Linked DNA regions of Mus musculus: regions 2, 3, 4, 5, 6 and 7 are each linked to region 1. A link is a contact called in public HiChIP or PLAC-seq and promoter capture Hi-C data. All regions are on one chromosome and are shown on one strand. The core of a region is the stretch at or near the end of the contact, and the rest is flanking DNA. Distances in the headings are between cores, read along the strand shown. Region 1 holds the start of Dnajc11 (DnaJ heat shock protein family (Hsp40) member C11). Region 2 holds the start of Prxl2b (peroxiredoxin like 2B). Region 3 holds the start of Cep104 (centrosomal protein 104). Region 4 holds the start of A430005L14Rik (RIKEN cDNA A430005L14 gene). Region 5 holds the start of Trp73 (transformation related protein 73). Region 6 holds the start of Lrrc47 (leucine rich repeat containing 47). Region 7 holds the start of Tprgl (transformation related protein 63 regulated like).

Region 1 (2,935 bases), core at 314-2,813:
TGGCAGAAAAAAAACAAACAAAAACAAAACAACTCAGGGGAAAACCTACAGTTTCATTCAACTGCTAACCTGGAAGTCCAGGAAACGTTTCCTGGAGGAGTTTCTGTGGTAAGCAGTGGCTGATACAGGGCACAGTATAGAGACAAAGAGCTTTGCTGTATGTGGAATGGTAAACTGAGGCAGTAGAGTTCAAGAGCTGGGTTTCTGGAGTTAGACTGCCCAGGGACGAATTGCACCTGTTTGTTCCCTCGATTATAATTACTGGATTGAATATATATATACACATGTATATATGTATACATACATATATACACACATATGTATGTACACACACACACATATATATGTATACATACATATATACTCATTCATACTGGATTGTTATGAGAGCGCCTATCACAATTTAAAGAGACACTGAGTCAGTTCTTTCAGCAGGTGGCTGTGCAGAAAACACTCAGAAAGATATTGGTTATTAGCACACAGACCAACTTTTACTGGCAACTGGGTTAGCTTTGCTGAGGCTAGCACAATTCCCTTACTTTTGATCTTTACCAGAAACCCTAAAAGACAGGATTGGGACTTGTGTGGAAGGACTGACAACTTGGACCCAGCAGCCACAGACCTCTCGAATGCCTTTCGTGACCTGACCTTGGAAGCCTTTCCGGGAACCCTTCTCTGACGGAGCTCAAGTGCGGACTAGCCATAGAGAACAAGAACGTATGCGAGGTATACACGTGCCAGACAGTGCGGACCTCAAGGGTGACTTTTTATTCTCGAGGAGACCGCGTGAATCCACTGGCAAGCACTGGATGCTGAAGTGCGGTCAGAGCGCCGGTGCGTCTCTGGCCTAGCACTTCTTGCTCATCCACGGCCCCCGAGTCGAGGCTGGAGAGGTCTTGCTCTCTGATTTCTGGGCAAAGGCTCAAGGGATCGGAGGAGGACACGAACGCCAGCCTGGGAGGGTAGCCTCTGCTTCGGAAGCACCAGCGATTGAGGGTCCGACCGAACCCTGGAGAGGCTCCCTGTGGCCTTGACCTTGCTGTCCAGGGCTGCGATCGCCCAGCTCCTGGCTCAGGCTGATGACCCTACCCTCTAGCCTAGGGTAGGAGTATGTAGGGGAAGCGTGGGACCTGGTTCCCCACTGCAGCGGCTGCCCCGGGGTCCTCGTCCCCCTTCCGGCAAGTACGTGGGTCCGGGTCCGGGCCAGGCCTGGGCACGGTGCACGCCATGCACGGGTCGCGGAGCGCCAGGCAGACGCTGGACCCGCGCCGGGGCGCGAGGGTCGCGGCGGTGCGGGCAGCTCGACGGCTGGCAGGCGCACACGGCGGCGGGGTCACGCGGCCTCCGGGCCGGGCCGTGGCCTTGCCGGGGCGGCTGCGGGGCCAGAGCCGCCCGTCCGACCGTCCAGAACCACCGAGCCGGGCCTCAGCCTCGCCGACGCCACGCCGCGGGCCTCACCTCCCTGCGCACGTTCAGCAGTGAGTAATAGTCTTCATTGTCCAGCTCCTCCTCGCTCAAGGCCGTCGCCATCTTCGCAACCTTTCACCCCGCCAAACCGGCGAGGCCGTGGTTAAGAGGGTCCGGCGCTGCGTAGCGCTTCCCGCGCGCCTCCCGCCCACGTCACAGCGGCCCCTGGCGGCCCGGAGCCGCACAGCAGCCCTTGGGACGCGCCTGCGCACTGCGCCCCCGCGCGGCCGAGGCCGGAAGCTGGGAGGTGTATATGTATACCAGCCTCTCGTGTGTGTGTGTGTGTGTGTGTGTGTGTGTGTGTGTGTGTGTGTGTGTGTGCAGTCTGTGTGTGTGTGTGTGTGTGTGTGTGTGTGAAACCTGTGTATGTGTGTACCAGCATGTGTGGGTGTGTACACAAGCATGTGTGTGTGTACGAGTGTGTGGTGTTTGTGTATGAGTGGATGCATGGGATGTGTGTATGAGGGTGTAAGGTGTACGTGAGAGTGTTGTGTGTAAGTGTGTGTGTGTGTGTGTGTGTGTGTGTAAGCGTGTGTGGGGTTTGTGAGAGTGTGATGAGGGTATGAGTGGGGTGGGGTGTATGAGTGGGGGTGTCCCGTGTGTTTAAGTGGGGGTGTGGTGTGTGTGTATGAGAGTGTGGGATGTGTGAGAGTGTGGGATATGTGTGTGTGTGTGTGTGTGTGTATGAGCACGTATGGGGTTTGTGAGAGTGTGGTGGGGGTGTGAGTGGGGTTGTGGTGTATGTGTGGGGTTGTGGATGTGTGTTTATAAATGTGTGTTCAAGTGTGGGTCAGTGTATGTGTGTGAGTGGGGGTGTGGGTGTGAGTGGACATATTGTGTGTGTGTTTACGGCTGTGAAAGTGATGGGGTTATGTGGTGTGTGTGTATCTGTATGGGCAGGGTTAGTATTCAACAGGGCCGCACCACACTCATAAGACCCTTATGGCCCAGGTTCTGGGTGGCGGCGAACCCGGGATGGCTGAGCTCCTTCCCCTGTTTTGGAGTCTGTTGTAAAGCCACCCTGAGCCCAGGCACGCATCTCTCCCGGGGCCCACCCACAAGGGAAGCCGCTGGTGGACCCACTTGCTGACTTATGTGTGCTCAGGAAACCTTCAAAGTGGTTACCTACACCCTTTGTGGTCCACAGAGGCTGCCTTATCTTCTGTTTCTGTCATGTTTTGTCTTTTCTTAACCATTGCCCTGAATGTAGGAGCACCTGGCCTTTTTTTTTTTTTTTTTTTTCCCTGCCGCATAAATGAGGAGGCAATATCCATTTGGTTCTTAATTGCGTCTGGCGTGCATATATACCTGTGGTTCCTACCTCAGAGCCATTCTGCTGGAAATTTCTCCTGTATAATTTAGCAGTGGAGTCTAATTGATTTCAACCTGGTGCCTGCTGTTTGGTGCCTTATTAAAAACGTCTTGGTTACAATAATCTAAATATTTTAAGTGTCTTTGAAATTATGTT
Region 2 (2,700 bases), core at 131-2,630, 3.0 Mb before region 1:
ATCTTCCCATGCTCCTGGGACCCTCGCATTGTACCCCTCAACACTTAACAGGAAGCAGAGGAAGCCCCATCTCTGGATTTCTTCTGGTGGTGCTTCCAGGACCAGTTGCTCTACAGGACCAGCTCCTCCTGATTCTGCAACTTTATTTTCTTTCCTTTTTTAAAATGTACCTTTGCACACCTGTGTGCACTTGTGTGTGCCCGGGGAGTCCAGCGGTTGAGTGTTTTACTCAGTGCCTCTCAATCGTATTTCTTGAGACAAGGTCTATTGCTGATTCTCATGCCTTTGCTTCCCCCAGGACATGGGATTACAGGTCTCTGTCATTTTACCGAGTCACCTCCCCAGCCTACTCTTGCTTGCATAGGTTTGGGCCCAATGTGAGTGCCTGGTGCCTGAAGAGACCGTAAGGGAGCATCAGATGCCCTCAAGCTGGACTTGCAGAGGATTGTGAGTCGCTGTAGGGATGCTGGGAACCAAACCGTGGGCCCTCTGCAAGAGCAGCTAGTGCTCTTAACCACTGAGCCATCTCTCTAGCTTCTCCTTTTGACACAGTGATATGTATGGTTCCTAACTTCCTGCCTGGCTGTTCAGCCTCAGCTAGGTATCTTGTGGTGGCTCTCTTCCTTTCCTAGCCTCTACATCTGTCAGATGCTTGAACATGGCCCTAGAAAGCATCACAGGGCTTACTTAGTGAGGAAAGGACAGAACACGTGGATTCCTGAGCCTTCTACTCTTCCTAGGGACACACCACTGCGAGCTCCTGTTTATCTCCTTTGGATTGTTGTACATGAGAGCCCGTAGTTTAAAAACTGACATCCACACAGCAGGAAATGGTACTTTACGATGGAAGTTAATAGGATTTCGCGAAAATGCAAAGCAGGAACTTAGACTTGGAAAGGCTGGTCCTTTCACTACTGTAAGTGCCGGCTGCCCTACTGTTCCTCACACTAGTGATTTGTGAGTTCGATTCCCCGTTTCAACTTTTTGGCTCTAATTCTACCACCCTGCTGCACTACTAGGGACCACCTGATGCTAGTGGAGAGCTACGCAAACGCTAGAGAGCCACGCAAACGCATTCTGCGCAGGCGCACCGCTTGCAGACTGTCCATTGAGCTTTACCTGCTACGCCATTGGCTAATAAGCTTATACATATGAGAACAACCTAGGCTTAGGCAAAGAGATCTGCAGTGATTGTCTCTTTGGAGAGAGGGTGTGCCTGTATACTAATATCAGGGGCGGAGCCTGGGGCGAGACAAGCGCACAGTCATGTGACCTGAACCCCCTGGAGGTGGTGCCCACCAGGACTGGGGCGGGATTATGGGCGGGGCATAGGCTGGCTGAAGAGGCTGCGCAGGACAGAGTGAGCCTCCCCAGGCTGCGAGAAGGGACCGTGGAGCAGAAAGGGACGGAGGAGGCCATGAATGTGGTGGACCTTGGTCGCGTAGGAGCGTGTGTCTTGAAACATGCAGTGACTGGGGAGGTGAGATTTGGCTCGCGCAGGGCGGAGAACGCCTCCCCTAATACCTGGCCCAGAGCCTTGGCAACTCACATGGGTTGGAGTGGAGGTCCTGAGGGGTCCTATGAGTTCGCGTACTGGGCGTGGGTACAGCTCATGGTCCACAGAGGAACCATCAGGAGGACCAGTCAGCTGCGAATCTTGGAGCAGCACGCTGCGGGACATGTGAGGCTGCCGGGCATAGGGGGTTGGTGAGCCCATGTCCCCTGACCGATCCATTCTGTAGGCTGTGGAGCTGCGGAGCCTATGGCAGGAGAAAGCTTGTGTGGTGGCCGGTCTGCGACGCTTCGGCTGCATGGTGTGCCGCTGGATCGCCCAGGACCTCAGCAACCTCCGGAGCATCCTGGACCAACACGATGTGCGCCTGGTGGGCGTGGGGCCTGAGGCCCTGGGCCTGCAGGAGTTTCTGGATGGTGGTTACTTCTCAGGAGGTGCGACTCTTCCCGGACTCAGAGCCTGGGCTGACCTCTCCCTTTCTAGGCCCAACAAGAACATATTCATGTGTCAGCATATGCAGCTCTTCCCTGCCCTGCCTTCAGCCTGTGCCCTGGCTGGTGCCCAGACCTAGTGGCAAAGTCCCAGTGACTCTTGCCCTTCCCGTTTAAGCAGTGGTGACATTCAATCCTGCCTTGCTACTCATGGCTTGGGTGGGTGGAGCTGGATACAGTAAGTGGAGGGGACAGACTGTAGGAAGCCTGGGGCACATAGCTGTGGCTTTCCTTTCTAGAACTCTACCTTGATGAGAGCAAGCAAATCTATAAGGAGCTGGGCTTCAAGCGGTAAGTGTGACTGTTTGTGGGCATGAGTCTAACCAGGGACAACAGGAGGACAGAGTGGCCACCGCTCTCTTATGTACCTTCTTGCTACTGCCATCTGCTCTGCTCTCCAGTTTGTCTCATGGAAACTGACACTGGTGCTTCAGCCAGCCCTTCTTTGAGTCTTCTAATGGGTGTTGGTCCAAGGCAGGCCTGTCCTCAGAAGTCTGCTATTTCATAAACAGGAGGGACCTTGGAGCCCAGTGCCTTAGCCATGGCTCATTGCAGTCCTCTGTTGCCACAGACTGCCTGTCATGATAGGCAGTGCCGGCTAAGCGAGATCCCTGGGCACACCCAGCTTGGAGCTCATTCCCCACACTCCACACCACCTCTCCAGGGCCCCCAAGGCTAGCTGTATTCAACCTGGGG
Region 3 (3,000 bases), core at 279-2,778, 2.0 Mb before region 1:
TGGCTGTAACGGCAGCAGAGTAGAGGAGACTGACCCAGAAAATAGCGGAGAGCAGTGATAAGCATAGCTGGGTGACTTGGCATGCTTCTCCTTTAATCTGTGAGGCTACACTCCTAGTTCACACAGGTTCTGAACCCCGAGCTGATCTCCCTCAACCACCATCCTCCCCTTTAGCACAAGAGGGCAGCACGGTATGAAGGATTACTGGATTCCACCCTTCTTCCTTATCTCTATTCCAGATGGGTACAACTGCCCGTTCAACCTATGCTCCTGTCAAGACAAACATTCTTTAAATCCAACTTTGATCACCCCTCTCCAGGTCTTAATTTTAAAACCCTAGGCAGCCCCATTGTAGGAGTAGAAGTGCTAATTATGACCGGACACCTTGTTTCCCCAGTCTCCATTCTTGTCTTGGATTTTTTTTTTGTTTGTTTTTATTTTTGGGACAGAGTCTCTTATTTAGGCCTGACTGGCCTAGAACTTGTTATGTAGTCTAGACTGGCCTCAAACTCACAGAGATTCTCCTGCCTCTGCATCCCAAGTACTAGGATTAAAGGTATGTGACACTATGCCCGGTTATGACTTGAATTCTAGAGAATAGTCAAATCTAACGAACTTCTCCAGTGCCTTGACCAGACCCTGTGTCTTCAAGAGCCCGTGTCAGGTGTGGTAGTGCATGCCTTTGATCCCAGAACTTGGAGGATCTCGGAGTTTGAGGTCAGTATGGTCTATATGTAGTAGTTCTAGGGCTACACAGTGAGACAGTCTCAAAAAAAAAAAAAAAAAAACAAAAACCAAAAAACAAGCAAGCAAACAAACAAACAAACAAAAATCAGGTCTGTCTACCTCGTCTCTGTGGTGCATAGAACAGAATGTTAACAGCAGATACAAGTGTATGCCCAATAAAACTAAAACAAAGTACGGGTACTGAAGATCCCTGCAGGAGGGCTGTGGGGGCAGCGTGGCCAAAACACTGGGGCCTCAATAAGGACATCTACAAAATGTACATTTTCAGCCGATGCACTCACTGGAGCCCTTCCACCTCCTGTTCCTTCCCGCCTCACAAAGCCCACCACAGATCTGGATCTGTGCAATGCTGTGTTACTAGCTGGTTACCACAGGCGGCTGGTGTTCCAGCTGCCACTAGGGCAGCCACAGCCAGCAGTGTCAATTGACATTTACCCTAGCATTGCTTATAAACTAAGCCCCAACTCTTCTATTTTTGGTTATGAACTTACCCTGTCATCTTTCCAACCAGAAACCCGAACTCAATGTAGCAACTTCCAAACATTTTGTTACAAGGATATGAAAAGTGTTTCCAGTTTTCTTTTCAAGAAAACGTAAATGTTACAATATTAAGTAATGATCTGGGGCCAAGTAATTTTAAGGACTGAGAGTGCTTTAGAGAATCTTAACGCTTAAAAAGCACAACAAACCAAACCCAGCGAACAAACAAAACCCCCAAACGACACGGATCGAAGTGTAGCCTACCCGGAGCCAGAGCTACAGTCTTTAGTCTCGTGGCAACTGCTCCTGTTCAGTAACGCATGCAGACGAGGACAAGGCGGGGCTCGAATCCGATTCCGGACACGAAGGCTGAGATGCGCTGCAGGGAGGCCTGGAACAGGCACTGGCCGCGCAGTCCCTCCAAGGCCAGGTGTCAGGGAGCCTCCGCCCCGGGTGCCTGCCGAAGACCGAGGCCACGCAGGGTCACAGAGCGCCGCGGAAACGACCAGGCGGGGCCGCTGCGATGTCGGCCTCCGCTATCTTCGGAGGGGTCTCGGTCCAGCCGCCCCCACCCCGGGCCTCTGAGGAGGGCAGCAGAGGAGCAGCCCGGGCTGCCTCTGCCCAGGGCCCGGGCCGCAGCTGCGCTCCCATAGCAACCAGGCCGGCCCGCGCGGTACGCCTGCGCGTCCGCCCGCCGGCGCCTGCGTGCGCATCCAGGCCTCGAGGATTCTGGCTGGGGACAGGTCCTGCAGTCGGACGTTTCCGGTTGCACCTACCTACGTAGAGAAAAGAGTTCCGGGCCGCGTCTACGCACCACAGTTCCGGGCAGGAACGTTACAAGTCCAGTGTCGCTACGGTACCGCAGCCCTGCAATGTGCGCGGTGCTCCGCCAACCCAAATGCGTCAAGTTGCGAGCCCTACATAGCGCCTGCAAGTTCGGCGTGGCGGCCCGGAGCTGCCAGGAGCTGCTGCGTAAGGGCTGCGTCCGCTTCCAGGTGGGTCTTGCATTCCGGGCAAGCACTGCGCGGCGGGCACCTTGGCTTCCACCCCTACGATTTCCATCCTCTTGGGTGGGCTTGGACAGGCGCTAGGCTTCTACAGTACGCAGAGCTGGCTGTCTGGAAGCCAAGACTGTTGTGGGACAAGCTGATCTTCTTGTCCTCCAGCTCCCGATGCCCGGTTCCCGGCTGTGCCTGTACGAAGATGGCACGGAGGTGACGGACGACTGCTTCCCGGGCCTTCCCAACGACGCTGAGCTCCTATTGCTCACCGCTGGCGAGACCTGGCATGGCTGTGAGTAGGAACACTTTGGAGATGGGAGGGACCTACACGGTTTAAAGCCTCGTCGAGGGGCCCGGGCAGGAACCCAGAAGATCTGGTTAAAGGCTCTGAATGCCAAAAGCTTTTGCTGAAGAACTTTGATTTTAATTTTGAAACTGCCAAGGGCAAGGGAAGGATTGAGACTGGGGTCGGTGCTGCTGTGCTGTGCTGTGCTGTGCTGTGGTGTGCTGTGCTGTGCTGTGGTGTGCTGTGCTGTGCTGTGCTGTGCTGTGCTGTGCTGTGCTGTGGTGTGCTGTGCTGTGCTGTGGTGTGCTGTGCTGTGCTGTGCTGTGGTGTGCTGTGCTGTGCTGTGCTGTGCTGGGTTGGGCTGGGCTGGGCTGGGCAGGGCAGGGCAGGGCAGGGCAGGGCAGGGCAGGGCAGGGCAGGGCAGGGCAGGGCAGGTCTTGGTTCCATTCACTGTTGCTCCGGGCTGTACTTCGACCAGTGTGCTGA
Region 4 (2,970 bases), core at 363-2,862, 2.0 Mb before region 1:
CATGCACTCCCAGCCCCACCTCTGCCTGCCTGCCTGTCTTTTTCTTTTTTGTCAATTTCATTAAGTTACTCTGCTAGGTCTTGAATATAAAATACATCTGTCTTAGCCTCCCGAGTGCTGGGGTCACAGCCTGTTGCCATCACACACAACTGTGTCACATATCTTATTGCCCCAGCTGACCTAGAACTTCCTAGGTAGCCTAGGCTGGCCTTAACTCACACACCAGCACACATACATGTAAGGGACAACCAGAAAGTAGAAAAAGCAGAAAAAAGTATTTGAAGACAGAATGGTTGAAAGCCTCCTGTTCGTTGAAAACAATAACCTGTGACTGGGAAGTTTGTGACACAGGAGGGAGAGGATAATAAACACATGGCCAGGCCACCTCCCGGGGCAGTTCTCATCCTGGAGGTACCAGTAAAAAACAACTGCTTATTCTGCAGAAACAGTATGTGAACCACGGTGAGATCACTACCTGCACGAAACAAAATGCCAGCTAAGAAAATCCATACCCAGAAAACCTGTCCTCTAAGATGAAGGTGAGAATAAAGGAATTTCCAGATGCAAATGGGTGTGTGTGTGGAGGGGGGAGGGGGTGTTGCTTTAGAACCACCGGGAGTTCTAGCTGAAGCTAAGGACCCAATCAGTAATCCAGGTACAAAGGGCACCCTCGACCCCCAAGGAAAGTCCCTAACATAAAATTATCTTAAACATACTTCTCTGAACAGGCAAAAGAGGCACGTGCTAGCAACAGGCAGGAACAAACAAAGGGGGAGGGTCCGAGGGGCCCTTGCTGGCCTGAGGAAGTGGCTGCAAAGGGTAAAGTAAGGATTGCAAGGCTGCACTGTCAACAGACAGCTAACGGAAAGTGGGAGAGAACCTCACAAGAGTTAGACCCTTCTGTGTCTCACTGGAACCGAGGCGCGCAAAGAAGTAAAAAACACAGCGGGGAACTATTAAACCTTAATAAAGTCTCCTTATGCAAGGGAGGGGCAGCAACCATGACCACTGACACGGGGAACAGTTATTGTCAGCCTCGCTACACACAAACGTCTGCGCAACGCAAGAGGCAGGGACGTCAGCCTGGACTTTGGCTAGCGGTGCAGGGCAGACACACTTCAGGCTAAGGGACTCACTGTCCCTGCCATGCTCGTTCGGCCAGAGACCCTTTGCAGCCGGGGTTTAGGTCCCAGTCACCCTAGCTCCCGTCCCACTGCCCGCCCTCAGCCCAGGTTACACACGACACAGGGGCTTGGCTGAGCTCGCTCGGCTGCAGCACGCCCATCTGTGGGCAGTGCGAGAGGCCAGGAAGCCCGGGCAGTAGCCCGCACGGCCGAGGGCAAAGCTCGGGTCCCGGTGGCCCTCACCCCGGGGAGCGAGCCTGGAGCCCCGCGCCTGGGGCGGGTGGAGGTGCCTGGAGTGCGGGTTCCCCTCCCAGGGGCGGGGCTCGAGGCGCCCGCCCCCCGCCGGCTCCCCTGGGAGAGTGCGGCTCGGCGGCGCGCACCCCGCCTGCGGGGGCCCCTCACCTTCCTGCTCCTCATGAGTGAGCGCCCCGGCCTAACGCTCCTCCGCCAAGTCTCAATCGCGCGGCTCTGAGCGCGCGCGCGGCGTCTGATGTCATCGCCACGTCACCAATCAGGGGCCGGCGTCTCCAGGTCACGTGCTCTCCGCGTGCAGAGCGGGCAGCGCGCGCCTCCCCGACGGACGGCGAGCCGCGGGCGGAGCGCCGGAAGCTGGGCAAGGTTCCCGCCACGCTGGGAAAGGGACGTCTCCTTCGCGCGGAGGCCCGCCCGTTTTGGCCGCCATGTTTGGGAAGGGCACATCCCTGGGACCCCCGTCGCCGCCATGTTTGAGAAGGGCGGCTGCCTTGCTGCAGGCCTGTGCTCTCGGGTCTCAGGCCACCTTCAGCTCGGGTTCCCCTTCACCCCGAGGGAGGCGTTAGACCGGCCTAGCTCTGCCATCTGCCGGCACCTCACAGTCCACGTGTGAACTCTATGGTGGGAAGAGAGAGGAGACTCTTGCTACGTATCCTCTGACAATTACTGACACTCCCGAGTTACTCCCCATCTCAATAAATATAATAACAAATTGTTAGCATTCTGTCTAAACTCCACCCACAATATGCTCCTCCCCACAGTTAACTGGCCTGACCCACTTTTATAGGGGCTGCTTGTCCCCTCCTCCCTCTCTTAGTCTTGCTTCCCTCTTGCTTCTCTTCCTTGCTCTTGCTCTCCCCTTCCCCATTCCCTTCCCTTTCCACTCTCTCCAAGTGCTCATAGCCATGGCTGGCCTCTACTTCTCTACTCTCTCCCTCTCTCTGCCTTTCTCTGCCTCAATTACCCTCTTAACTCCTGTCTACCTTGAATAAACTCTATTCTATACTATACCATCGTGTGGCTGCTCCCTCAGGAGGAAGGGATGCCTCAGCATGGGCCCGCTGAGACATTCCCTTCCTCTAAACCTCACCACACCCCTATAGGACATATTCTTTCTGTCTTTATCTTTTTATAAACACATCAATAATAATGATGATAAATATTATAATTAGCTTCAAATACACATGAAACCTTTGGCCTCAGCCTCTGGTCCTGCTGGACAGCCTGGACAGGTAACCCTGGTCGCAGAACTCACAAAATGAACCAGACAGACATCACTGTTTTGACATCTTAAGGGTGAGACCAGAGAGTAAACTGCTCTAGGGTTTGGTTTCCCTTACATCCTGGAAGTCCTTGTCCTCTGCTCTGCCTGACCAGCTCTCTCCAAGCCCACTCCTCTCTCTCTCCAAGCCTGCTCCTCTCTCCAAGCCCACTCCTCTCTTCAGTGCAATAAAAAGGAGACAAGCATGTAAAGATACCGTCTGCACTGCAGAGCTGCACAGGCTCCTCTGTCTTTAGAAAAGCCCCTCTAAGTATTACAGATGGATGGATCAGGCTGCTGGGAGATTAGGCTTTGGGCAGGGAGCCAAGCACC
Region 5 (2,937 bases), core at 72-2,571, 2.2 Mb before region 1:
GCGGCCAGCGTCCTGGCATTTTCTGTTCCCAACCAGTCCCAAACTCTTGCTTGGTATTCATCTTTGTCTCTAATCTGCAGCTCGCAAATAATTACTCCTCGTAGCTATTGGCCTAACACCAGGTCAGGCTTTCGAGTTCGAGAGAGATTCGGTCTGCTCCAACCCACCTCCCTTGCAACGCCACTAGCTGCACTAAAGCGACTTCCAGGGCATGTGGGAACACCTTGGGCAAGGACCACTCTGCAGTGCCACTAAGGGGTCCCACAAGGACCCAACTCCTTCTGTGCGCCAGACTACGGGTCTGCGTGGTAGATGAGGGCACCGGAGACCGCTCACTTGCCCAGAGGGGAGATGGCGGGTGGTGAAGAAGACTTCTTGAGCCAGAGAAGAGTCCCCTGACTAACTCCGAGCCGCTCTATGTGCACAGTTTGTGGGCATCCGTTGGGCATCGCCTAGCACACCAATCCAAGGAAAGACTCTGATACCCTGGGCTAGGAAACCCGGACTGCAGGCCGTGGCCCCCGGGGTGTGTAGGTATCAGGAGGCGCAACTTCTGGCTGGACTTTGAAGAGTCCAACCCAGAGGGTCTGCGCTCGACCCTCTTTCCAGGCGGGCTGTGGTCTCTGCCAGGCAAATCGAGGGGGGCTTCGAGCCGTTCTCAGAGACGGAACCCCGCTGGTGCTGGCCGAACGACAACGGTTCTCCTCCGGGGCTTTCAATGTTCAGTTTCAGTCGGTCCTCTCGGTTTTCTCAGGCCGGGGCGAGCCCTGGAAGAGGCGCAGCCACCCCGCTGAGGGCACTCCTGAGCCCCTGGGTTGCAGGCTTAGGACAGTAAGGGCAGCGAGGGGGATCGGGGTAGATGGGCATCTGGGGAGAAGGCGGAGGAGAGAGTCAGAGGGAGTACAGGGCGTCGGGCGCCCTGTGTCCACCCCCTCGGCGCCTGCGCACCCTTCCTGGCGCCCTGAGCCCCGCCAAAGGTCGCGGTCCGGTCCCGCTTCGACCAAGACTCCGGCTACCAGCTTGCGGGCCCCGCGGAGGAGGAGACCCCGCTGGGGCTAGCTGGGCGACGCGCGCCAAGCGGCGGCGGGAAGGAGGCGGGAGGAGCGGGGCCCAGACCCCGACTCGGGCAGAGCCAGCTGGGGAGGCGGGGCGCGCGTGGGAGCCAGGGGCCCGGGTGGCCGGCCCTCCTCCCGCCACGGCTGAGTGCCCGCGCTGCCTTCCCGCCGGTCCGCCAAGAAAGGCGCTAAGCCTGCGGCAGTCCCCTCGCCGCCGCCTCCCTGCTCCGCACCCTTATAACCCGCCGTCCCGCATCCAGGCGAGGAGGCAACGCTGCAGCCCAGCCCTCGCCGACGCCGACGCCCGGCCCGGAGCAGGTAGGCAGCTCTGGGACCCGAGCTAGGGCCAGGTATTTCGCACGAGGCTCCGAGGCTGGAGTTCGGGTGTGCGGCTGCCCGGGTGCTAGCCGAGTGAACGGCCCCAGGGACTCCGCGTCAGTGGCAGGAGGGGCCGGCCGGAGTGAGGCTAGGAGTAGAAGCAGTTGGCACCTCGGCAACCCATGGACCTGCCTCCTGCCCACACTGTCCACTACAGGTGGCAAGGAGTCGCCATACCCGGAGATTCTGGGGCTCGGGTCTGGTAATAGGGGAAGTTGGGAGGTGCGTGGGTATCCTACCTCACAAGGAATGCAAATCCCCACCTCTGTAAGGCAGAAGGCCTTTCAGGTCCCGCTATGGAAGCAGACTAAGAGAGAGGAAAGCCAACTAGAGCCCAACCTCTATGCTGGTCCCAAGGTGTGGGGTCCTGGTGGGTTACTGCTGTTCTGTGATGAGTTTACTGTGGTGCCTCACCAGCCTCCCTAGTCTTCCAGGTAGAGAACCCGGGCAGCCCACACTCTCTCCTGCTCCACTGGGCAGCTGTCACCTTCTCACTCTTGAGAGATGAGAACATCTGTAGGCACCTATCCACATACACACCCGTATGTGTGCGTGGGCGGGGGCGGGGGGGTGGTGGTGTCAGGAAAAAAGCTCTGACTTCTGAGCCCCAAGACACTTGGTTCCCTGTATGTGCTGAGGTCTGTTAATTAATTAAGTGGGCACTTGGGACCTGGGTCGTAACAATATTTGGGGGAAGGTTGTTGTTGTTTTTCTTCATTTAAAAGTTAAATTGTGTCTGTGTGAGTCGTGCACGGGTCAGAGGACATCTTTAGGAGTCGATTCCCATTTTCCATTTTATCAGTCTCAAAGATTTACTCAAGTGGCCAGGATAGGCAGCAAGCACCTCTACCTGCTGAGCTCCACTGCCTCGGATTGGTTTTCGTGGTCGTTGTTTGTGTTGCTGTTTAGCTCTAGAAAAAAAACTCAACAGAGACAAAATGTATCCTGAATCCTTGGTGTGTTGCAAACGCTGTCCCGGCCCCCCACCCGCCCCCATCCTTTGATTTATTCAATAAAAATGTAAAACATTACTTTGTGAACAAAAGATAAGTATTTAACATTTTCTCATCCATGACTGTATAGATTGTGTATGCAGTTTTGAAAATCAGGTAATCGGTTTCAAAGGTGTTGCATACCCACTAACTAGTCTTGAGCTACTGGCGGGCCTATGGGAGCCTGCCTATCAAGCACAGGTAACTAACGACAGGATGCTGAGCAATGTTGTCCTTCTAGCGATGGCTCTGTGGAACAGGCAGGGCTTGCCCATTCTGATGGCCACCCTGTGTGACAACATTCTGGATTAGAAGTCAGATGCTGAGTTCAAATACTCTCTGTGCCCTGGGACCTTGAGCAAGTTACTTAAATCCTCAGAACCTCAGTTTACCCATCTTCGAAATGGAGTCATAGCACTGCTTTTCTCAAAGAGCTTATAGAAACCTGGTCAGTATGCCTTTGTAAACAGAATGGAAACTGCCTGACCCTGGCTGAAGAAGGATATGAGTGA
Region 6 (2,795 bases), core at 260-2,759, 2.1 Mb before region 1:
TAACATAGAGGGCCAAGGTACCTCAGGGAGTATCATCTTGTAGACTCGCTGGCCTATCTCTCCACACCCCCACCCCGAGAAAGCAAGAGCGAGAGCGAGGAGGGAGGGACAGGTGTCTTAATTAAACACACACACACACACACACACACACACACACACACGAATACTAGCAAGGTGAGCTCTGATCTCTCAAGAGCAAATTTCCTTGCCAATCCATCATTAGGAAAGGGCTGCATAAACTCAAGGATGAGAAGACACACAGGCTGGCGCTACCAAGAATACAAAGGGTAGGGGGTGTGATGGAGGGGGTGTGGTAGGGGAACTGACATGGCCAGATGACAGGACTGGACTGTGGAGATCCTAGAGTGGAGTCAGGTCAGGTTGTGGCTTTGCATCTTCTGCCTTCTCACCCCTCACTCAACACACAATGAGCACCTGGTGGGCGTCAGGCACAACGGGAGCCTGGGACCACAAAGAAGCCAATCTCTTACACAAGGCAGCCCCGAAGAAAACTCTAGGTGTGCTGTTGGCTTTGGGTAAGCACTTCGGCTCTCTATAAAACGGAAGCCATGATCCCGCCCACTGAAGGCTGTTGTTATGCGTGATTTTGTGCCTTGTCTGGACGCTCCGCCATTTGGAAACCCAATCAGTTACGCACACGCACACACGCGCGCCACACCTGGCTCTCTGCTCTTGAATTTCTTCCCACATGAGAAGTCTAACATTGATAGCAACTTTTAAACTGCCACACGTCCAGAGACCTCTGAGCTCGCAGGTCTGAGAACTGAGAGGAGACGGACCGGTTGCGGGGGCAAAGACATCCTCCAAGGAGGGACAGCAGGGCGCGCGTCTCCCTCCCCTCGGGTCCCACTGACCTTGAGCGAGGCAAGATGCGCGATGTCTGGGCTGAGCTCCCGCAGGCAGTTGTCGGCAGCTGCCAGCTCACTGAGCAGGGGCAGAGCTCCTGGCCGGAAGAGCTCGGGGGGAAAGGCGTCCAGGCGGTTGCCGGTGAGATTGAGGCTCTGCAGGCGAGGGGCGCAGCGCGCCAGGTCGGCGGGCAGCTCGCGCAGGCGGTTGCCGCTGAGGTTGAGGCTCTGCAGCTGCGGTAGTCCGGGGGGCTCGGCGGGGCCCAGGCCCTCGCCGGGCGGCAGCGTCTCCAACGCGTTGCCGGACAGGTCGAGGACGCGCAGCGCGGGCAGCGGCCCCAGCTCGGGGCTCAGGCCCGGCCCCAGCGCGTTGCGCCGCAGCACCAGGCTGTGCAGCTGCGGGAGGCCCTGCGCGAGGCCGGGCCCCGGCGCGCGCAGGCTGCCGCAGCCGCTCACCTCCAGGTAGTGCAGCAGCGGCAGCGTGAAGAGCCGCGGCGGAAGCCGCCCGCCCGCCGCCTTCACCCGCTCCTCCAGCCCGGGCCCGGTCAGCAGCAGCTCGCGCCGCCGCTCGCGCTCGGCCAGCTCCAGCTCCGGCCAGGCCTCGGACACGGCCATCGCCGCCGCCGCCATCGCGCCGCCCGTGCGCCGCTTCCGGAGTGCGGCGCCACACTTCCGGCGGGAGCCGGAAATGACCATAGAGAGAACACGCGCTCGCCAGAGAGTCTGGACGCAAGGGGTTTGTGGGACGGGTGTGTGGGGCGGCTCTGTTTTTAGCCTCAGCTTCACACTGGCTGTGTAGTGTGGCTGCGTGGAGTCCCACAGGTTAGGTGGTCACCTTTCCCACCCCCCAGATACCAACTAAAGACACGATTATTCTGGGGTTGTAGCTTAGTTAGTAGAGCGCTTGTTTGGCATACATGAAGCTCTGTTTGATTCCCAGCACAGTGTAAATGGGGCATGGTGGTGCACACACCTGTCATCCCAAGCGCTCAGCTGGTCGAGGGTTAAGGTTAAGGAAGGAATTCACTAGCCGGGCAGTGGTGCCTTTAATCCCAGCACTTGGGAGGCAGAGGCAAGTGGATTTCTGAGGCCAGCCTGGTCTACAGAGTGAGTTCCAGGACAGCCAGGGCTATACTGAGAAGCCCTGTCTCGAAAAACAAAACAAAACAAAACACAAACAAAGGAGCTTGACTTTATAGCAAGTTTGAGGTCAACCTGGGCGACTGAGACCATATTTAAAAAATAATAAAACAGGCAACAAGAAAGATTTAATTAATATGGTATACTGGAACAAGGGGGAAAAAAAGATAAAGGGCTCCAGAGCGCCCCCGTCCCCAGGTTTGTCTTCAAGGTACATAAGCCTTGGGACAGGCAACAAGAGGTAGTCCAGTTGGTAGAAACATGTCAGCCTAAGGCTCAATCCCCAGTACTGGGGGTTGGAGCAGTCCCGGGCCAGGGTGTGATCCAACCACCTTATGTTTTGGTTTTGTAAGGTAGTCGCAGAGGTTGAAGTTGTTTTATCTTCGGTCTTCCTTAGAAGACAGAGCTAACACGTTTCCATAGGTACTAATTAATGCTCCAGGATGAGGCCCTGTGGTTAGAAGTAATGGGCCAGGACAAACTCACTGCATTGCAACTGGAATGCACTTGGCATTAAGATAGTATAGAAGGCAGGCACATCTGTGGAGCCTGGATTATGATTAATAATCTTATTTGTGGCTTGCTAGGAACTATGCAGGAAAACCCAGCCAGGGTGACTGGGGGCAGGAGACACTTGTGGTGCTTATGGCTCAGGATGGCTGCAGTTATGTAGAGCATAACCCATGCAAATAGGAAGGCCCCACACACCATCACGGGTCTTTAAAAGAGAAGCAGGAGAGAAGGGAGCAGAAAGATGAACAGTGACAGCTTCAGACTGGAGTTGCTACA
Region 7 (3,004 bases), core at 278-2,777, 2.2 Mb before region 1:
GGGTGGTTGTGAGCCACCATGTGGTTGCTGGGATTTGAACTTTGGACCTTCGGAAGAGCAGTCGGGTGCTCTTACCAACTGAGCCATCTTACCAGCCCTAAAGGTAGAAGCCTCCTTGATTTTTTTTTTTTTTTTTTTTGGTTTTTTTCGAGACAGGGTTTCTCTGTGTAGCCCTGGCTGTCCTGGAACTCACTATGTAGACCAGGCTGGCCTGGAACTCAGAAATCTGCCTGCCTCTGCCTCCCGAGTGCTGGGATTAAAGGCGTGCGCCACCACGCCCGGCGCAGCCAGTGTTCTTAACTGCTGAGCCACCTCTCCATCCCTGGCTTATTGCCTTATATGCACTTATCTATTCATCTCCCCTTTCTCTGTCAGCTTTCAGCACACTCTTCACATCCACAGCGGTCTCAGGAACCTCTGTGGGAATTCACGTCATCGTGGCTGCTCCCACCAGTGTCCCGGAGACCTCATTGGACTGGATTCTCTGACGAAGCCACACTGTAAAAGGTCCAGCAGGCTAAGGAGCCCTCACAACGGTCAGGAGACAGACTACAGGCCTGAGCTGTATCTTGGGCTGTCATTCACTGATGAGTCTAACCTATGTCTTGGTGACTGTTAGAAAAGACTTTTGGGCCACACTATCATAGCGGTCCATTAGCTCCATCAACCCAGGCACACTGCTGGCACCCCCGTGGGAGCAGGAACTCAGGGACATCTCGCATGGCTTCTGTCCCAGGGAGAAGCTGCAGGGCCCAAGAGCATCCTACGGCGTTTCCTTCCAACTCCCCCCACCCCCCGCCCCAGCAGCACTCTTCGGTGACATGGTAGCTTACTTGTGCGTATCATGCCCAATATAAAGAACCCTCTGACAGCCACCTCTGACCTGCACACACTCCTATCTCCAGTGTGCACACACCCTATAAACCCACACTCCCAAGGTGACCACGCCCAAGGAGTGCAGCACACTCCTGAGAAGCCTCTATCTGAGGTGCCCCGACACAGTGTCCACAATCCTCAGACGCGCACACACCCATTCCCACGCTTTCACAATCCTCAGACGCGCACACACCCATGCCCACACTTTCACACTCCCCAGGCATGCACACCTCCTAAGTGCGCCGCACACCTCCGCCCGAAGTGCACCGTAAGCCCGAAGGTGAAGGGCACGGAGCCAAGCGAGGACACACTGTCGGGGCAACGCCCTACGCACGAGCCCCCAAGTGCCCCCTTCCGCGCGAGTCCATGGCGTCCCTTTCCCCGTTCTCAGCCAGGAACCCCCGACCGGCATTTTTTTTTTTTTTAACTCGCCCTTCCTGTAAACAGGAAGTGGCTCCGCGCGTGGCGGCAGCTTCCGGCCCAGGAGGGGCCGCCGTAATCATGAACGGCAGCACTTTAGACCCAATTGCAGAAGACAGCTTAGGGGAAAGCCAATCGCGAGACGCAGTCGACGGAGCTGGAGGCGGGTCCGGAAGGCGGGCTCTGCAGGACTCAACCAATCACAAGGCGAACGAGGGAGGGCGGGGCGCGGCCGGGCGGACGCCGGGGCGGCGGCCGTCGGTGGAGGCTGCCGGTGGCGGCGCGATGCTGCAGCTGCGGGACACGGTGGACTCGGCGGGCACGAGCCCCACGGCGGTGCTGGCGGCCGGCGAGGACGCGGGTGCGGGCCGGCCTGGGGCGGGCACACCGCTGCGCCAGACGTTGTGGCCGCTGAACGTCCACGACCCTACACGCCGCGCCCGCGTCAAGGAGTACTTCGTGTTCCGGCCCGGCACCATCGAGCAGGCGGTCGAGGAGATCCGCGCCGTGGTACGGCCCGTGGAGGACGGCGAGATCCAGGGGGTGTGGCTGCTGACCGAGTAAGCCGGCGCGAGGGGACTGCGGGGACACTGGGCGGGGGCGGGCGGGGGCAGGCGGGGCTCTTGGTGATGGGCGGCCCCTCTCCTCTCCAGGGTGGACCACTGGAACAACGAGAAGGAGCGGCTGGTGCTGGTCACCGACCAGTCGCTGCTCATCTGCAAATATGACTTCATCAGCCTTCAGTGCCAGCAGGTGGTCAGGGTGGCGCTCAGCGCGGTAGACACCATCTCCTGTGGAGAATTCCAGTTTCCTCCGAAGTCGCTCAACAAGTAGGTGCACCAGCGCACTACACGGCAGGGCCCCAGCGGATCCTGTAAGTGGTATTGACCCACTCTCTTGTGAGGTAAAGGTCTCATCTTGAAGAACCAGTGGAAAGGACCTTTAAGTAGAGGCTGGTGATTTCCGGGTTGCTCAGTACCTCCTTGAAAGGGATGCTGGCACAGTCGGCCACTCTGTCCCCACTAAAAACCATTCATTTAAATACCGTTAAGATACATGGAATCAGAGCCCACTGTCATAAGCTATGTAGGGAGTCTGGGAGTTTTAACTCCAGCAGGAGGGAGACACAGGGCATGTGCTCAGTATTACTAAAAATTCGATACATCGCAAAACACCTAACAGCCTTCAGAGACTGGTTGGCTTGCTATAAAAGAATTATTTGACTAGGGACTCCAGGAAGCTAATGGCTACTAACTTAAGCATCATTCAGTAACATTAAGAACAAACACGGCCATAATTAGGCCAGGTTGGACTGTGTGCCGGTTTCATAGGCTGCAAAGGAGGCTCATTAACTTGTTACGCTTTGGAAGTGTGTGAAGCTGTTAGTGGAGGCCATTGTTACACTAGGTCACAGGTTCCCCAGCCATCCCTGATACTGAATGCAATGTTGTATTCCTGTGGTAAGCAAGGCTTTCTCCCCCTCCCCCATCAGGAGAGAAGGCTTTGGGGTTCGCATTCAGTGGGACAAGCAGAGCCGCCCTTCCTTCATCAACAGATGGAACCCCTGGTCTACAAACATGCCCTATGCCACCTTCATAGAACACCCAATGGCTGGCATGGACGAGAAGACAGCGTCTCTGTGCCATGTAAGCAGGCCAAGGCCACTGTCAGTGTGAACCCTGGAGGTGCAGTTCCACAGTAGGAAGCT

Evidence for each region. Promoter capture Hi-C pulls out the DNA fragments that hold promoters and counts their contacts. HiChIP or PLAC-seq counts read pairs in DNA pulled down with a chosen protein or histone mark.
Region 2: a promoter capture Hi-C map of the C10 cell line shows a contact between it and region 1, with 5 times the contacts expected there. The contact joins the promoter of Prxl2b here to the promoter of Dnajc11 in region 1. A contact is called at or near these places in 4 of 39 promoter capture datasets (the C10 cell line, hippocampal neurons, liver and 1 more).
Region 3: a promoter capture Hi-C map of pre-B cells shows a contact between it and region 1, with 7 times the contacts expected there. The contact joins the promoter of Cep104 here to the promoter of Dnajc11 in region 1. A contact is called at or near these places in 7 of 39 promoter capture datasets (the C10 cell line, hematopoietic stem and progenitor cells, hippocampal neurons and 3 more), 3 of 115 datasets of contacts at active chromatin or transcription factors (acute myeloid leukemia, bone marrow-derived dendritic cells and large pre-B cells) and 3 of 9 other capture datasets (adipose tissue, liver and macrophages).
Region 4: a promoter capture Hi-C map of pre-B cells shows a contact between it and region 1. The contact joins the promoter of A430005L14Rik here to the promoter of Dnajc11 in region 1. A contact is called at or near these places in 3 of 39 promoter capture datasets (hippocampal neurons, liver and pre-B cells) and 1 of 484 Hi-C or Micro-C datasets (CD4 T cells).
Region 5: a contact with region 1 is called in a promoter capture Hi-C map of pre-B cells, with 4 times the contacts expected there. The contact joins the promoter of Trp73 here to the promoter of Dnajc11 in region 1. A contact is called at or near these places in 2 of 39 promoter capture datasets (liver and pre-B cells) and 2 of 115 datasets of contacts at active chromatin or transcription factors (astrocytes and embryonic forebrain).
Region 6: a promoter capture Hi-C map of pre-B cells shows a contact between it and region 1, with 10 times the contacts expected there. The contact joins the promoter of Lrrc47 here to the promoter of Dnajc11 in region 1. A contact is called at or near these places in 4 of 39 promoter capture datasets (erythroid cells, liver and pre-B cells), 2 of 484 Hi-C or Micro-C datasets (embryonic stem cells and neutrophils), 1 of 115 datasets of contacts at active chromatin or transcription factors (large pre-B cells) and 2 of 9 other capture datasets (adipose tissue and liver).
Region 7: a contact with region 1 is called in an H3K27ac HiChIP or PLAC-seq map of thymic regulatory T cells, with 14 times the contacts expected there. The contact joins the promoter of Tprgl here to the promoter of Dnajc11 in region 1. A contact is called at or near these places in 4 of 39 promoter capture datasets (hematopoietic stem and progenitor cells, liver and pre-B cells) and 4 of 115 datasets of contacts at active chromatin or transcription factors (astrocytes, embryonic forebrain, large pre-B cells and 1 more).

What each region holds. Positions count from the first base shown.
Region 1 is chr4:151,932,348-151,935,282 of GRCm38.p6, reverse strand. It overlaps Dnajc11 (DnaJ heat shock protein family (Hsp40) member C11), which reads right to left and starts at 1,563. Exons shown (of 16, transcript NM_172704.3): 1 at 1,459-1,563. The coding sequence starts at 1,530.
Region 2 is chr4:154,897,723-154,900,422 of GRCm38.p6, reverse strand. Prxl2b (peroxiredoxin like 2B) reads left to right here and starts at 1,380. Exons shown (of 7, transcript NM_025582.3): 1 at 1,380-1,480; 2 at 1,743-1,947; 3 at 2,244-2,295. The coding sequence starts at 1,418. Gm52690 (a long non-coding RNA gene) reads right to left here. Exons shown (of 2, transcript XR_003955190.1): 1 at 2,373-2,700; 2 at 1-1,992.
Region 3 is chr4:153,974,089-153,977,088 of GRCm38.p6, reverse strand. It overlaps Cep104 (centrosomal protein 104), which reads right to left and starts at 1,528. Exons shown (of 22, transcript NM_177673.2): 1 at 1,492-1,528. It overlaps Dffb (DNA fragmentation factor, beta subunit), which reads left to right and starts at 2,008. Exons shown (of 7, transcript NM_007859.4): 1 at 2,008-2,222; 2 at 2,394-2,520. The coding sequence starts at 2,100.
Region 4 is chr4:153,955,879-153,958,848 of GRCm38.p6, reverse strand. A430005L14Rik (RIKEN cDNA A430005L14 gene) reads right to left here and starts at 1,612. Exons shown (of 4, transcript NM_175287.4): 1 at 1,527-1,612. The coding sequence starts at 1,541.
Region 5 is chr4:154,138,259-154,141,195 of GRCm38.p6, reverse strand. Trp73 (transformation related protein 73) reads left to right here and starts at 1,321. Exons shown (of 14, transcript NM_011642.4): 1 at 1,321-1,373.
Region 6 is chr4:154,010,517-154,013,311 of GRCm38.p6, reverse strand. Lrrc47 (leucine rich repeat containing 47) reads right to left here and starts at 1,509. Exons shown (of 7, transcript NM_201226.1): 1 at 876-1,509. The coding sequence starts at 1,496. It overlaps Gm31566 (a long non-coding RNA gene), which reads left to right and starts at 2,051. Exons shown (of 8, transcript XR_391010.4): 1 at 2,051-2,795.
Region 7 is chr4:154,159,207-154,162,210 of GRCm38.p6, reverse strand. Tprgl (transformation related protein 63 regulated like) reads left to right here and starts at 1,527. Exons shown (of 4, transcript NM_026388.2): 1 at 1,527-1,856; 2 at 1,950-2,126; 3 at 2,789-2,942. The coding sequence starts at 1,582.